Regions from separate parts of the Drosophila melanogaster genome. Here region 2 is linked to region 1. The links are chromatin contacts, called in public targeted proximity ligation maps. All regions are on one chromosome and are shown on one strand. The core of a region is the stretch at or near the end of the contact, and the rest is flanking DNA. Distances in the headings are between cores, read along the strand shown. Region 1 holds the start of ppk27 (pickpocket 27). Region 2 holds the start of CG32266.

What was found.
Region 2: a targeted proximity ligation map of the Kc167 cell line shows a contact between it and region 1, with 2.8 times the contacts expected there. A contact is called at or near these places in 24 of 107 Hi-C or Micro-C datasets (the Clone 8 cell line, the Kc167 cell line, the S2 cell line and 10 more) and 1 of 7 datasets of targeted methods (the Kc167 cell line).

What each region holds. Positions count from the first base shown.
Region 1 is chr3L:3,752,577-3,759,859 of dm6, forward strand. ppk27 (pickpocket 27) reads right to left here and starts at 2,625. Exons shown (of 3, transcript NM_139569.2): 1 at 1,547-2,625; 2 at 1,304-1,486; 3 at 1,117-1,235. The coding sequence starts at 2,513. The coding sequence ends at 1,117. The region is part of intron 5 of CG32264; the gene reads right to left.
Region 2 is chr3L:3,787,182-3,794,464 of dm6, forward strand. It overlaps CG32266, which reads left to right and starts at 3,623. Exons shown (of 2, transcript NM_168040.2): 1 at 3,623-3,674; 2 at 3,906-4,379. The coding sequence starts at 3,663. The coding sequence ends at 4,127. All of the region lies in intron 2 of CG32264, which reads right to left.

The sequences.
Region 1 (7,283 bases), core at 1,375-3,874:
TCACTTAGGACCATGACGCTGCCCTGATAAGTTGGCGGTTTCAAAATTAATGGAGACGTTCGCCTTGCTCACGGTTTTTTTGCCCCCAGAAGGCTATTAAATGGGTGTGCGCGGCTTCTAGATTTTACTGCAATGCTTAGATTGCATTTTTTAGCGCCAGATTTTTGATAATTCATGGCCTGAATTCTCCTATCCATTCTTCGAATTTAAGAGCTCTATGTCTTAAATTTCAATTGATTGAACATGATTTGTGATAACCGGCAGAGTGCCATAAAAAATACACTTTAATAAACACAGCCGACGACCCCAAAGTAAAAGCTTTCCAGCAAGCTTTTCCAATGCTACGGTTCTTAGCTGATTTTCCTACTCTATGAAGCTTTCAAAGCTTTTACCTGTTACTCAGCAGCTTATTAACATGTGCTGTTAACTATGTTTTAAAAAAATTCAAATCTTAAACGTTATAAAACTTACGCTATTGAAAACCTGGACACGTTTTTCTTGGGAAAACTCACCTGCAATGAAAGAAACAAGAATTTTATTATTCAAAAGTTGACAAGTCGGTTGGGAAAAAATCAATACAGTAAAACGCACGCTGAAGTGCACTTAAGAAAGGTATTCACACTCACACAATTTCACTGAGAGAAAATAAGTGGAAATAATATTTTATTTCAAATTTAAATGTGCACTCTATTTACCATGGCGTGCCATAGATGTGTTCCATAAGATTTTCTTCTCTTTTAAGAGAGCATTTCAATGTTAAAACATTTTTTTCCCAGTTTATATACACATGATGAGACATATTTCTGAATCTTTTTGTTGCCGTTCAGTAGTCATCAAGTGGCCCCCCAGGCGACGAATGGCGAACAAGCTGAGACGATGAAAAGGGGCTCAGCAGACCACTTAACCTTGATGATCGGCACACTCCAGCTAAGCCCCACCCACAATCCAGCTCCCAAGTGCCACCCTTTCGTTCCCCCAATTCTTGTTCACTCGTTTATTTCGCCTCAGTTACAATTCAAGTCATCAAGATTAATGCGACCCTGTCGCTGGCACGTTGTCAACGAGATAAATCACAACAAATTTGCCCACATGGCGTATGCGCAACATTTTACTTAATTAAGTCTCGGGCTGTCGAAGATAGTTAGTCCACAGGCGAAAGACCAGAAAGTAGATCAGCTCGAAGCCACTGATGAAGGAGCAGCCAATGCAAATGCCCAGAACGCCGCCAACGTTTGCTTTTGGTTAAATAAATATGCATGTAATTTCGGCATGTGTATTTGTGTTAAACGTTAAACAAACTTACACAGCATTTGATACCAATGATAGAGTATATTTGTTTTGTACCGCTGTCGGTGTGGCGTTTTAAATTTAAAATTCAACTCACTTCTCCAAGGATGCAAATGCCCAAGGATTTGTTTATTCAATCTGTAAAACAGTTGATTGCAGAGCGGCAAACATTGCGGACATTGAGCTGGTGACCAGTTTCCTGGATTATTTTAATAAGAATTGATTACCTTTGAGGAATTATAAGAAATTCGAAACTCACTTTCTACCAACTGCAGACATCTTATATTCTCCAAAGTGCAATACCCAAACTTTTGCGTTCTAAACTCGAATGGATACGGCACACACTGGCAATTAATTAGCGTGGCTTTTATTCTACACTCATGAAGGCACTTTTCCCTACTTTCACCCTCTTGAGAAAAATAACAAGCTCGCTTTTCTACGGCATACTCGTTTAATTGAGAATTTCCCTGAAGTTCCATAACTTCTATTTCCACAGCTGCCATTTCGCCAGGGTTGATACTAACTCTACCCTGCCAACTTGGAACATGTAAACTAAAGCCAGGAAGATTTCCATTTAAAGGATATTCATCAATTTGTGAAGAATCCATAAAAAGGGTGAGTTCTCCAGTGAGATTACTATTCCTTAAGACACAACAATTTCCATCATTATATGCTTTTAAAGTAAATAACTTCAAGCAATTGGCAGGAATATTATTCAACTTACACTTGAGTATTAAAGATTCACACGCTGGTGTTAGGGCAAGTAAAAAAGAAGAAATATTCTTTATATCAAGTAAAGAATTTAAATCATCAACATTCTCTGCTTTTACAGACAAAGCATCAAAATATCCAGAAAGCAATGATAATTTATTTAGCCAGTAATCCAGCGATTTGTTTTGAGAACTAACTAAATCATGAGCAGAAGCTAACATATTCCTGTAGCTAAACTTATAACCACTACATATTTTTAGCTCGGGAAAATGTATTTCATCTTCCAAAACTTTTAATTCCGAGAGATCTGCAATTGTTGAATAGCTGAGGAATTCCAGAACCATTGAGAACACTGCATAACTAGCGAAAAGTATGCCAAAGCTAATAAACAAAAACCAGAATATTCTTTGAATTCTGCGTTTTCTAATAAAATACAGCAGGCCGAAGCCGTTGAGGCTTGTTTTTCGAAAATATTCCACAACCGTTTTATTGAAAGCTGTCACAATGCGAGACATTTTGGCGGTACTAAATTGTCTTTCGATGTCTACAGGATATTTTATAGCTTTTCTGTGACTAATTATGATGTTGAGATAGTAGATTATATAGCGAAGATAGCTAATCGAATATCTTCAGTCAAATAAATAACATCAAATTATATTTAATTCAACAAGTGGGGGCGTGGCTGAGTAGCCATTAATGGTAGTGGAAACTGTCGAGTATCGCAAGTCGAACATGCAACGACTGTCAAGTATAATTTACTACAATGTGCTGCAAGATACACAAAGCAGACACACAGATACGTGCAAGAACAGATACACACCCACACACAGGGAATTCTAAATATCACGCTAATGTGAAGGGTTGCATATTAATGGGATTCAGTTGGGGAGTCCCAATTTCTAATGTAAACGATGATTGCCGAATTCTCTGTAAAGCCTTTGAGATGTTTATTTTAAGTGAATAGTAGGTAGCTTAGTCATCTGGTCAAAATTGCAGCATAGAAACGGATTGTATAAATTCTAAGACAAGCTTATAGCTTAAGAAATCTTCTTAAAGTCAAACGGTAAATATTCCAAAAACTTAACTGTATAATTCTATGTCAGCTTAAATCTGTGGCACTTGTTGGTTGCCATAACTATGAATAGAACTAATCAGAAAAGTGTATATGTTTTTGTTGCCCAAAAGCAAGAAATCTTCTCTTTCACACATGCATCCCTCTCTTTCACTTCTAGTACACCCCTCTCTTTCCAGCCACTATAAACCAACTGGGCAAACAAGTTGGAGAACTAAAACGCAATGCGAACAAACAACAACATCTGTGGGATAAAACTAAATAAAAGTGAACAACAAATTCCAATAAGAACCACACACACACATTCTAATGCATTTCGACACACATACGTGAGGAATAGAGAAGAAGAAGCAATCATACAACCCACACACAATAATTTCCGGTTCAATTAAACGCTTGTTTATTTATTTATTTATACGTAGCTTCTACGGGTTTTCCTTCTAAGATCGGAGGAGTAGAAATGTGGAAGGTGGGAACGTTGTGTTTTCGATTTAATTTTGGGGGCATAGACTTAGAAGAAGAAGAAAAAGAGCCAGACGAAATTTCACACATTTGTTTATGAATGAACTTGGCCCAGAGAAAAGGCAAAACAAAAAATTTGGCACAAATGTCAAAAATCAAATGAGTTTTTTGTTGAAATGTTTTGGGAAAACTTCAATGAATAGCTTGCCCACAATAAATTACAATTAAGATGATTTTAGCCAAGCGAAATAAAAGCAGTTCAGAGAAATAGCTACCATAATAAATAGCCAACAAAATAATAAAGTTGTTAATAACCGTGAACAAACCGTGCAAATTGTTAATGCTGTCAAGAAAGTGGCGAACGGATTAGCAAATTGGTTAAGAGCGAATGCCAGCAGCGAAATTTATGCAGCTGCGAAGGCACGAAAATTGCTAAAGGGAAAAAGGGGCAGGGAAAGTGGAAAATGGAAAAGATAGGAGTGGCATTGAAGGGGTAATTCAAGGGGCAGGAAGGCAAGGGCAACTAACCGCAAAATGATTGCATACTTTAATGGGCGAAGCACTTAGGCAGCCTCCTTTCTCCGCTCACACACACACACACACATCGCCCCTTCGAACCCCCTCCTTCGCATTCCCCACCCCTTTCTCCAACTTTCTCTATGGTTGTCTCGATTTCCTCGCTTCCGCTGTAAAATTGCATCTGTAAAAATAGCGCAAAAATTGAATAAAACTAACTGGAACAGAAAAAGGGGGCGGCCACTGGGCGTGTGCAACGCATAAATGTGAAAGGTTAGACTTGCAATGCGTGTCAGGAATGCAAGAGAGCAAAATAGAGACAGAGAGAGAGAGAGAGAGAGAGCGGCGAAAGGGGTAAGAGAAAGCGGCGTGCAAAGAAAGGGTTAAGTGCTTACTCATACTTTGTGGTTTATGGAATGCAAAGGCAAGGAACAGCTTAAGGGTAAAATCCACAGGGATATAGGTGAAGAAAGTAGTGGCTAAAAGGGGGCACTAGGAGCCAAAGGAGACTGCAAAGTGCCCAAAGACATTCGCTGCCTTCGCAGGTCGCAGGAAATACCCGAATCGAGATGGTTCTAGAATGCTAACCATGCAAAAGGCATCTCAAATTCCAGGTGTTAAAAATAAAGTACAAATACACTAAATATTTCGGCACGAATAAGTGAGTGGCAGGTATTTATGACCTTTTGATAAAGACAAAGTAAACTAAAAAGACCTTATGACAATGAATGTGAATGAATTATTAATGTTTCTAATAAGACTATTGATACTTTTTAATAACTGCAATCTTCATCATCAGTCAAGCTTTGACAATCAGGACGAATGCAATAACCACAGAGGTAAACAGAAAAATGCACTTAACCTCTAAACAAGTGAAGCCACCGCCACGTTTACCTAACACACCTTTCATTTCCCAATCTAACCAGATAAACAAACTCAAGGATCCAAAAAGTCCTCAAACATGCACCCAGAAGTGAAAACAACAAGGAAACTGCAAAAGGAAACATCAAAATCACGTTGCACTCAAAAAGGCTATCGAGTAATTTACACACAAAGACCAACAACAAAAAGTAGCAAAATCCGCTGAAAAACCATAAAAAGCTGTAAGAAAAAACAACAAAAATATACACCGAAAAAAAGGCCATGCGAAATTAAAAAAAAAAGAACAAAATAATCGGGTTGCTATAAAAATGTTATAAATTGGTGTTAAGTGAATGTTAAGAACGAAAAACTTAACAGAGAGAGAGAGAGAGCAAAATGAATAAAGAGCGCGCAGGATGCAGAGCGCAGGTTCTCATTTCCGCTTTTGTGACGTCGTCGGTGACGTTGCATAGAAAAATGCGAAACTGCGTGTGCAGCAGGAGGAGAGGAAAACCGAAAAGCGTGACAAAATAGGAAAAAGCCTCAAGCCTGCGATTCTTTCTTTCCGCCTGGGATTTTTATTTTCCTTTGGGAGCCGCCTAATGAGCGGAAGGAAAACCGAACGAGTGAGGTGGGAAAATTGTGGGCGGCGACAGGTTGACGATTGACGGTTGAGCAGCATTTAGTGGAAAGCGGATCTGACAGTTAACACAAAACTTTTAAAAAACTTTTCTTAAAATTAGTCTAGAGCTTTTGATAATTCATCTTCATCACAAAAAAATAATTTTGTAAAACTTTCAAAGATGACAGAGTTAATTAAGGGGAAACTCTTTCGTTTTTCATAAAGTTCAACATTAACTGTGGAACATAAAAAATGGGCAAATGACTTATTTACAAGTATCAATACTATTATTTTCATACCTTTGAAACAAGCACAACCCATGATGTAGCCCATCATCAGCGTGGCTTTGATGTCGCCCTTCAAGCTGATTCGCTTGTCTCTCCAATTAATTTCTTATCCTTCGATTTTTTAAGGTTGTTGGAGTAGTTGTTATTGGTGATTTGGTTGGTGTTGTTGAGGTTGGGGTCTTGGGAAAGTGAACGACATCGGGAAAAGTGTGTTGTTAAAAATGGCAGCTATGGGAAATACACTTAATCTTCCGCCGCTCTCTGTTTTCTCGTCCATGTATTATTTAGCACGCAATCTGGGTTTATGGGACCTTAGCGTCGGGCCTTATCACTCTTAACGGTTAACGGGAATTTATGCAATAAGCCCCATGAAACTTTTATTTATTATTGCAGACCGTACATCATTATTAACACACGCACACAATAGCTTTGATTTACACTTGACTTTATCACATATGCGAGTTGTTGATTGGTGTTTTGTAGTTGATTGGTGTTGTTGGTGTCTATAGCTAATAAAGCCTTTCGATTTGATTTCGCTTGACGTTTTCGCTTTTTATATTGATTATCACTTAGAATTGGTTTGGGTTTCTTATGCTGCCTTGCTTTTTGTCTTGCCTCTCTGATTGCTTTTCCTTATTTGGCGCTCTGCTCTCGGAATTATCTTTGTGCGATGATTGGGGAAAATGTACTCATTCTCGATGATTTCACTCGTTGCTGCTTAATATGCCCGTCTTTTTGTTGCTCTTTTTTTCAGTTTCAGTTCAGTTGTGCGTTTGCATTTTATACTATATTTTACGTGATTGTGCAATTGTTGTGGTTTGGTGTTTGTTGTATTTTAATTTATAGTATCACAAAAGAGAATCTCTGACAGGCCACCAGCAGGAACCAATTAAAATTGTTATTAATAATTATGCGAAATTAATCATAAACATTTAAGGAAGCTGTAAACGCTTTTTGTGCTTGTATTTCGGTTTTCGGTTTGAGGAACATTTTTCGGGGTTGATAAATTGGATGACTATATGATGAAAGCGACGCACGGAAGAGGGCATTTACTCGGAAAATGTATTTTTAGCAGGGAGATCAAACAAAATGCGTCAAAGTGCCGGCGAAAAATTGGTTATTAATTTCCAGTAAATTCAATGTCATTGATTTCAGTCCATTCATTTATATATTCATTCATATAACTTATTTCATTTAGATTGTATTTGTTTTCCGTAAAAACTAAACGCGAATTCTTAAGCATCAATCACGAGCACTAATCATTATATCTTTATAACATAGCGAACACATAATCCAATCCATAAATCTTCTTAAGTTGAAATTTGTATTGTTGAATGCATAAATTGTGCTAATTTGTATGCAATCTTTTCCATACTATCACAACACGAATAAAAACACATTTTAATCGATTTGAAAAATGCCAAAAGAAAACATTTTACGCAACCAGCTTTGGTCACTCAAAAAC
Region 2 (7,283 bases), core at 2,373-4,872, 36 kb after region 1:
TTATCTACGATTATTATTTTTTTAGCTGCTCGTTAGCTGGTGAAATTCCCATAGAAAATTCATTAAAACCCAGCAAAGGAATTTTAGTTTTAGTTTCTCAGAGAGAATTCGATTGTTCGCTGGTGTGAGTGTGAGTGTTTTGTATGTGTGTGTTTAGTGTGTGAAGAGAGAAGTTGTAAAACCGGATTTTCCTTTTGGGCGCTTTCGTAGTTTTGTTGCCTTTTGCACTTTGCCTCGATCTTCGATTTTTAATAGCCACTTAAATTCGATATTGGGCTGTTAAAAAGTTACAACAATTTTCCTTTCTGCATTTTCTCTGCTTTTATTTTCTTTTCTCTGCTCTTGCATTTTGCACATCACTTGCTTTGCACTTACACTTGTTGATTATTTAATGTGCAATATTTTTATTGCGTTTACTTGCACTTTTTCGTATTCTTTACTCTTCTCAGCTGCTTTTCACTAATAATTTATTTAAATCAAACTGAAGCACGCACACAGCTGCACGTAGTTACGCACACACACGCACGCATACACTAAAAACGCCAAACGACGCGCCGGAAAAAACAACAAAAAGAACAACAACGAAGAGAGCGGCGAAACAACAAAAATCAAACGTTTCAAAATTCTCTTTCGCTTTGCACCGCGAAATTAAATCAAATCGAAACTTAAAAGATTGCCAATGCGATTTTGACCTAATGTTTATTGTGTTTTTTTTCTATTTCGAAGCGAGCGCGACGCTGTTTTTCCGACTTTACGATCCCCAATTGGCGTTCGATGTGCGTTCGTCTGCTCTCAAAAAAATTGTGACAAAAAATTGTTTATATGCCGCAGTGTGGCCAGCTGCTTAGCGGCCGATAAGGCCGAATTTGCACCGTTTCGCGGCATTTGTCGGCAGCGCGGTCACACTCGAGAAGAGAGCGGCTGGAAATTCAAAATTTAATTTGGCGCCAAACTCGATTTTATATCTATTAATAAATTTCTTGATAACATATCGTATTTACACGTGGCTATATAAACAGCATCGAAATATTATTACAAAGATAATATAGTTGTATCTTTGTTTTTAATCGAAATGGTCAATCTTTTTCAATATGATAAATATTTGGTTAATCATTAAGTCATATAAATCAAATTAATAAACGACGTTGAATCAAGTGACGAGTGAACTTCGTCTGCCTTTCATTTCACATTCACAGCAGTTGATTATAGGAACTCAAATTGAATTAGATTTGCCCATTGATTTGCATTTCGCACCCACAAATTCCGCCACCCGATGATAATTGCCAATTTGGGTGGAAAGCCGCCTCCTCTGGCGAGCTGGAAAATGTCGAAAAACTATTGAAAATCAATTTGCATTCCGCACCAGAAACATCCAAATAATGCGATACTAATTCCCCTCTCGAAAACTTTAATACCTCAAAATCCAATGAGGCAATCGGCAAATGAAAATCTTTTCGAGGGAAGCGAAAGAAAAACAAGAAGCAACCGCACTTCAAAAGCAATTTCACCTTGTTTTTCCAAAAACAAATACACACTGAACCAAAATTCAATTCACTAAACAATGGCGCAAGGCAAATCTCTTTTCGGCCATATATAACTTTTCGGTAAGGAATTTCCCAAACTGCTCTTCAAGAATTTTCACGAGTGGTGGCGTCTCCTATTTTTAGGCCCACTACAAAAACACCCTACAGTGAGCGCTCGGAAAAGTGAACTTTTAGTATAATCTTATATATAATAATATATAGAAGAACTAAATGGTAGATTTTCCCAAATTTTACTTTGAATTTGATAAGGAGTTTGAATTATTTTCTAGTTAGTTATATTAAGTCAAGTAAGTATTTACCTCATATATAGTTACAAATATTTATATACATAGTAAATATGTATATTTATATATGGCAAGTACTATTTTTATAAAACAGGAAACGGAAGTATCTTTCGCTCTAGTTGAAAATATTTAATGAGAGCTAAATATATAAATACGAAAAGGGGGGCATGGCAGGGGGAAAACTCAGCGCTGGAATTTTGTTGTTGCTCCAGAAATGCCGGCAAATGAAAAGCGCAGGTCCGCAAATGAAAAACAGAATGGAAAATTCAAAGAGAGAAAATTTTCAGGGAGAGAGCACAACAATAGCAGTTTGAGAGGCGCCGCAAGTTTGCGAAGCACTGCTTCAAGCAGTGCAATATTTACTGTTTATCGCATGCGAGAAATTTCTCGCCGATGTTTTGTGTGACTCCAAAACTATACGAAGAAAATTAATTTTGTAAATGATCGTTCAAATATATTTACGAACTTAATATTTAAAGAGACAATTTATAAGATTCAAATATTATGTTTAAATGTTTTCATTATTTATGGATAAATAAATTGGAAATCATATTTGCACATTATATTTTTATAAACAAATGGAGTTTGTGCTTAACTCATTTATGGTATCCAACATCTTTGGTAATACTATTTTAAAATAGTATTGTGCTTTTGAGTTCTCCCAACAGTTCAGCGTTTTATTCAATCGTCAAGGAAAGTTTTCCACCCACCGGAATAAAATTCCACTTCATTCCGAGCGAACAATTCGTCTTCAATGTCAGTTTTTCCTCGATTTCCCCGCCCATTTTCCCCGAACTTCTTATCCTTCAGCAAAATTAACTTGAGAATCTTGATAAAAGGGCTGCCATTCATTCATTCAGCAGCTTTGCCGAAAACTGTTCTCAATGCCAGAAGCTGCCAACTTAATTTATATTGTATTTAAAATGCAAAATGCACAGCATTCAACAATGGGCGAGAGCAAAGAAAGTGGGCGCTCTTGGGAAAGTGGGCGGGGCACAGCTGAAAAGCTGCTAAAATTTAACAACTTGACAAATTGAATGTTTGTGGAGTGGGCAAAGCGTAACAGCAAAGAAGGCGCCAAACTGAAACAAAATTTCTATTTTCAATCTAAACACTAAAATTCTATTTTCACTTTTGATTAATTTAAAGCAAATGTTTCTATATCCTTGAGTATTATTCGTGATCAGACTATAAGTTTTGAGCAGTGTAAACACAATCAGCTGCATCTAAACAATAGGAACAGCAATGCAAAGGGCTAAGAAAAATGAGGCTCACATAGCCAAGTAGCCAAGGCAACCCGTTTCTCTGAGGTCTTCGCTGTGGAATTCCTCTTGGAATTTTCTATTTCGGAGCTGCGCAAGGAATCTCTGGCAGTCATAACGATAATTGACAATCTGGCCAACACAAATTAACATTGCCAGAGGTCAAATTGCATTTGCTCAGGGAATTTTTCTGATTGCTTCCGTTTTTATTTTTTATTTTTTTTCTCCAAAAACATCTAGCAAAAAACATACATAGGTAAACAAAAGCGCTATTAAGAATGCAGTGCACGCAGCGCAAAGCGGCCATAAAGACGTTTGGGCCAAATTAAAACGGGCCAGAAACGTAGTAGGAAAAAAAAACAATACTACAGCAAATGAGCAAACGTGCCAGGGTCAAGAGTGACCTCTAACCCACCGCCCACCGCCCCTTTTCGTGGGCCGCCCACCAAAGCCGATAGTGAAGCCAAAAGTCCACTTAGGTTTTACTATAAAAGCCAGGGCTTCTGCGTTTGTTTAATCATATCAGTTTCTGTTCAATCAGCGGATATACCACCAAAATCAATCAATTCAAGATGTTCAAGTTTGTGAGTATTTAAAGGGATATCAAGTAAATACCTATGAAGGATACAAGTATCTGACAAAAGTGAATTCTGAAATAATGCAATCAGAGGTTCTATTAAGCTCCTTTCAAGTCACAACATAAGATCTATTTGAATCTAAGGAGTTTTATTGTTGTGGCAGCTCCAAAAGACTGTAATTATTTCCTTGGCTAATGAAATCCCCCCTCACCCTTTTCACCCAACTTTTCTAACCAGTTCGCTCTGTGCCTGTTCGCCCTGTTGGCCGTTGCCTGTGGCAAGCCGCAATTCCTGACCGCCTACAGTGCGGCCTCGCCTGTGGTTGCTGCCACGCCCTACGCCTACTCGGGCGGACTCTACGCACCCACGTACAGTGCTGCCTACACCAGCGGCGTCTATGCCGCCACGCCCTACGCCTACGGAGCCTATCCCTACAGCTCGCTGTACCTGAGACGCTGAAGTTCCCACACCATCGAATGCACACTGTACAACGATAATTCCCGATGACGTCGAACTAATGAACAAATAAACCTGATAAAACAGATAAAGATTCGCATACCAAAGGCCAGCTATTTGCTGTCATTTGCTTGGAGCAACTGCAGATTAAAAGGGGCTGCAAAATGAAAGTGGCATTGGCTCTACACTCGCAGAAAAACACTTGTTAAATAATTGAAAAAAAAAAAATTAAACATACATAGCCATTGATTATCGAAATATTTGCTTATATTCAATTGGGTTTTCACATTGGTGATATATGAAAGCTTTCTTTTGTTATAAAAAAAGAAAACATTCTGATAGTTTTTCGCTCAGTGCACAGTGCTTGTGGAAGCAAAGAGGCGTATTTTAGAATATTTACGAATTTGTTTCTGTCGTTGCTGCTGGTTTTCTTGGCAATTTCCATTAGCTATCAAAAACATTCGCTTTGGCTCGTATATCATGTTTCATGTGGCAAAACGGGGCGTTTTGGGCGGTAATTGTGGGCTAAAAGGGGGCTAGCGAATGGTGGGGGGTTGTGCTTTGGATAGTGTGAAAGGGTAGGAGTCACAGGGGTCGGGGGTCAACTGTCGCTGGCATGCGTCGGCGTGCATTTGCATCGCAGCTAAAATGTGCAAATTATGGCAACTAAGTTGCAATGGGTTAAGTGGAGTGCACTCGAAAAAATAACTGATAAATATAAGAATTTTGAGCATGAAAAATTATGCAATTCAAAAGGATCAAAAGAAAACGGGTAGTAAAAACCGCAGATTAAAAATGTTTATATGGCATAAATATTTAAAAAAATACATCTTCTTTTCTAGCTGTTTAAATGGATTTTTAGAAATGATTCAAATTTATAGGAATATTTTTTAGTTTGAAACTGATTTTAAAGCTACCTAAGCACAATATGTTTATAAAAATTGTGCCAAAATAGTTTGCAGTCACAAATAATTGCCTAAAAAATATAGGACTTTCTTTGAGCTGCTGTTTCACTTTCCCCGCCGCCATCTTAGCACACAGCCCTGCATTTCCTGTGCACACTTTCCCCTTTCCATTTCCCATTTCCCCTTTCCCTACTCCCTTCCTCTTTCCCCTTTCCCCTGCTGCCCTACTGCTACTGCTACTCCTATTTCTCATTTTTTTAGACGTCAGCTTCAGTGTCGCCATTTGCATAATGCGTGTGTGTTAGTGAGCTGCTGTGCTGGTGTTTGCAGCATCCTTTCAGTCGCATTGTGCACCGTGGTGCTGTGAAAAATAAAAAGAGCATCGAAATGCATATGGAAATTGGCCCGAAATGAGAAATATGTGCAACATCCTGAATAAATGCATTTAGATAAGGCAGAATGTGGTTAAACGTTGAATAATGTACATGCTAATGTTGTTTTCCACTTGATTGGCCAACAAGAAGAAGGCATTTCGTAGCAGAATAATGTGGCAAAGCATAAATAATGTAAATAATGAGTAGCAAATAAATCAAATACCACAAGGATATGAATTCAATTTAAAAGCATACGAAAATGCTGAATACTAACTGAATTCATAGAAGTGTATTTCCAATAAATATACTGATGTGAAATTGGTAAACTTAAGAATAAATTTAAAGATTTGAGGCCTAAACATTTAATGTTGCCGCATATTTTACCACCAAGCGGAGAATAAAAATGCCAATCAACTTTTCACTTAACTTGCCATTAATTTCACATTGTTTTCTTAGGACTTTGTCGCCCGAAGAACAAACAGAAACTGTTTTTCCAGCCCGACACACCACGGTATATTTGCACAGAGGAAATGCGAAAGCGAAAAGCGGGAAAAGTCTGTCATCAGCAGGGTGCCTACCTCAAGAAACTTGTTTTCTATTCGTTTTCCCTTTGAGCGTGGAACGAACTTTAAGATGTGTATTACAAAAGAAAAAAATTAATGAAGGCGAATTTTGTCAAAATCTAAATCTAATTTGCATCGTGGGGCGGATAATGTTGAGCTGCGTGGGGTGCTGACTTGGAAATGAAAAACCCACGCGCCTTGCTTTTCCGATTTTCCCGCCCACCGTCGACGTCTTTTTCACATACGCACACGCAGGGGAATGTCAAAAGTCATTGCATACTTTTCGGGCGCATTTCTACCAACATCCTTATATCCTTCGATTTGCCAGACTGCGTAGTCCATCAATGTCAAACTTACCTGCAAGAGAAGAGAAGAAGCAAAAAAAAGGTGATGAGATAAAAGAGATTTCGTGGTCTGAGCAATGGCAGGAATAATTCAGGCTAAATAAAGTTAAGTGTTTGTTCGGGGCCCTCAGCTAAATGGCAATTTCAAATGAGCCATTGGAGAAATTCGGATATTAGGCGACTAACAGATGCACTTTCTACTAACTCATGGGTATAGAGTAAAGAATAGTTTCGGCTTTAAATTTGCTATATTTTCTAATCATTTTTCACAAGCTTTCAAATCAACAAAGAACGCTGAATGTTATTCCGTAAGCTTCAGAGTATGGAGCACTGCCTTTTTATCAATCTTTTTTGGCAGCCCACGCAATGTTTGCTTTTAAAATGTTTTCTTTTGTGGCCATTGTGTTGGGTAAATGGCACGTCAAATCAAATAAAAATTAACGTCAGTATTAGTCTGAAGCAAGTCTGATAATTTAATGTATAAAAGAAAGTAAGCATGTGAGTTTGTTTAAACGTGGCTATAAGGTTGAGTAAGAATACTCAATGTATGAATATATCCTTTTCAGAAAAAATTCAACATTTAAAGAAGAGTGAGCTGTATACAAAAGTTTAAACAGCTATTGAAATCACTTTTATTAATACCAATTTTTTTCTAAGGCTCCGAGCAATTTCCTTATTAAATTCCGAGTAAATCGTTTCCTTGGCTATAATTTATTATTAAATCATAGCGCTTATCAATTTTCGCCCCTGATTAATGAGGGCCGCAGGCGAGGAATCAAGGCAGACAAGCAATTAATTGCCGGACTATTAGCAGGACGAACAAAAGGACGAAACAAAGCACTCAACAAGTGATTACACCAAGCTATCCTTCCACGGAGGGTCGGTTTCGTGTTTCTCTTTTACTAAAAACATATTCAAGTCCTCCACAGCAAGGATAAGAAATTCTGGCTCCTTTTTATCCGGGCATTATTAA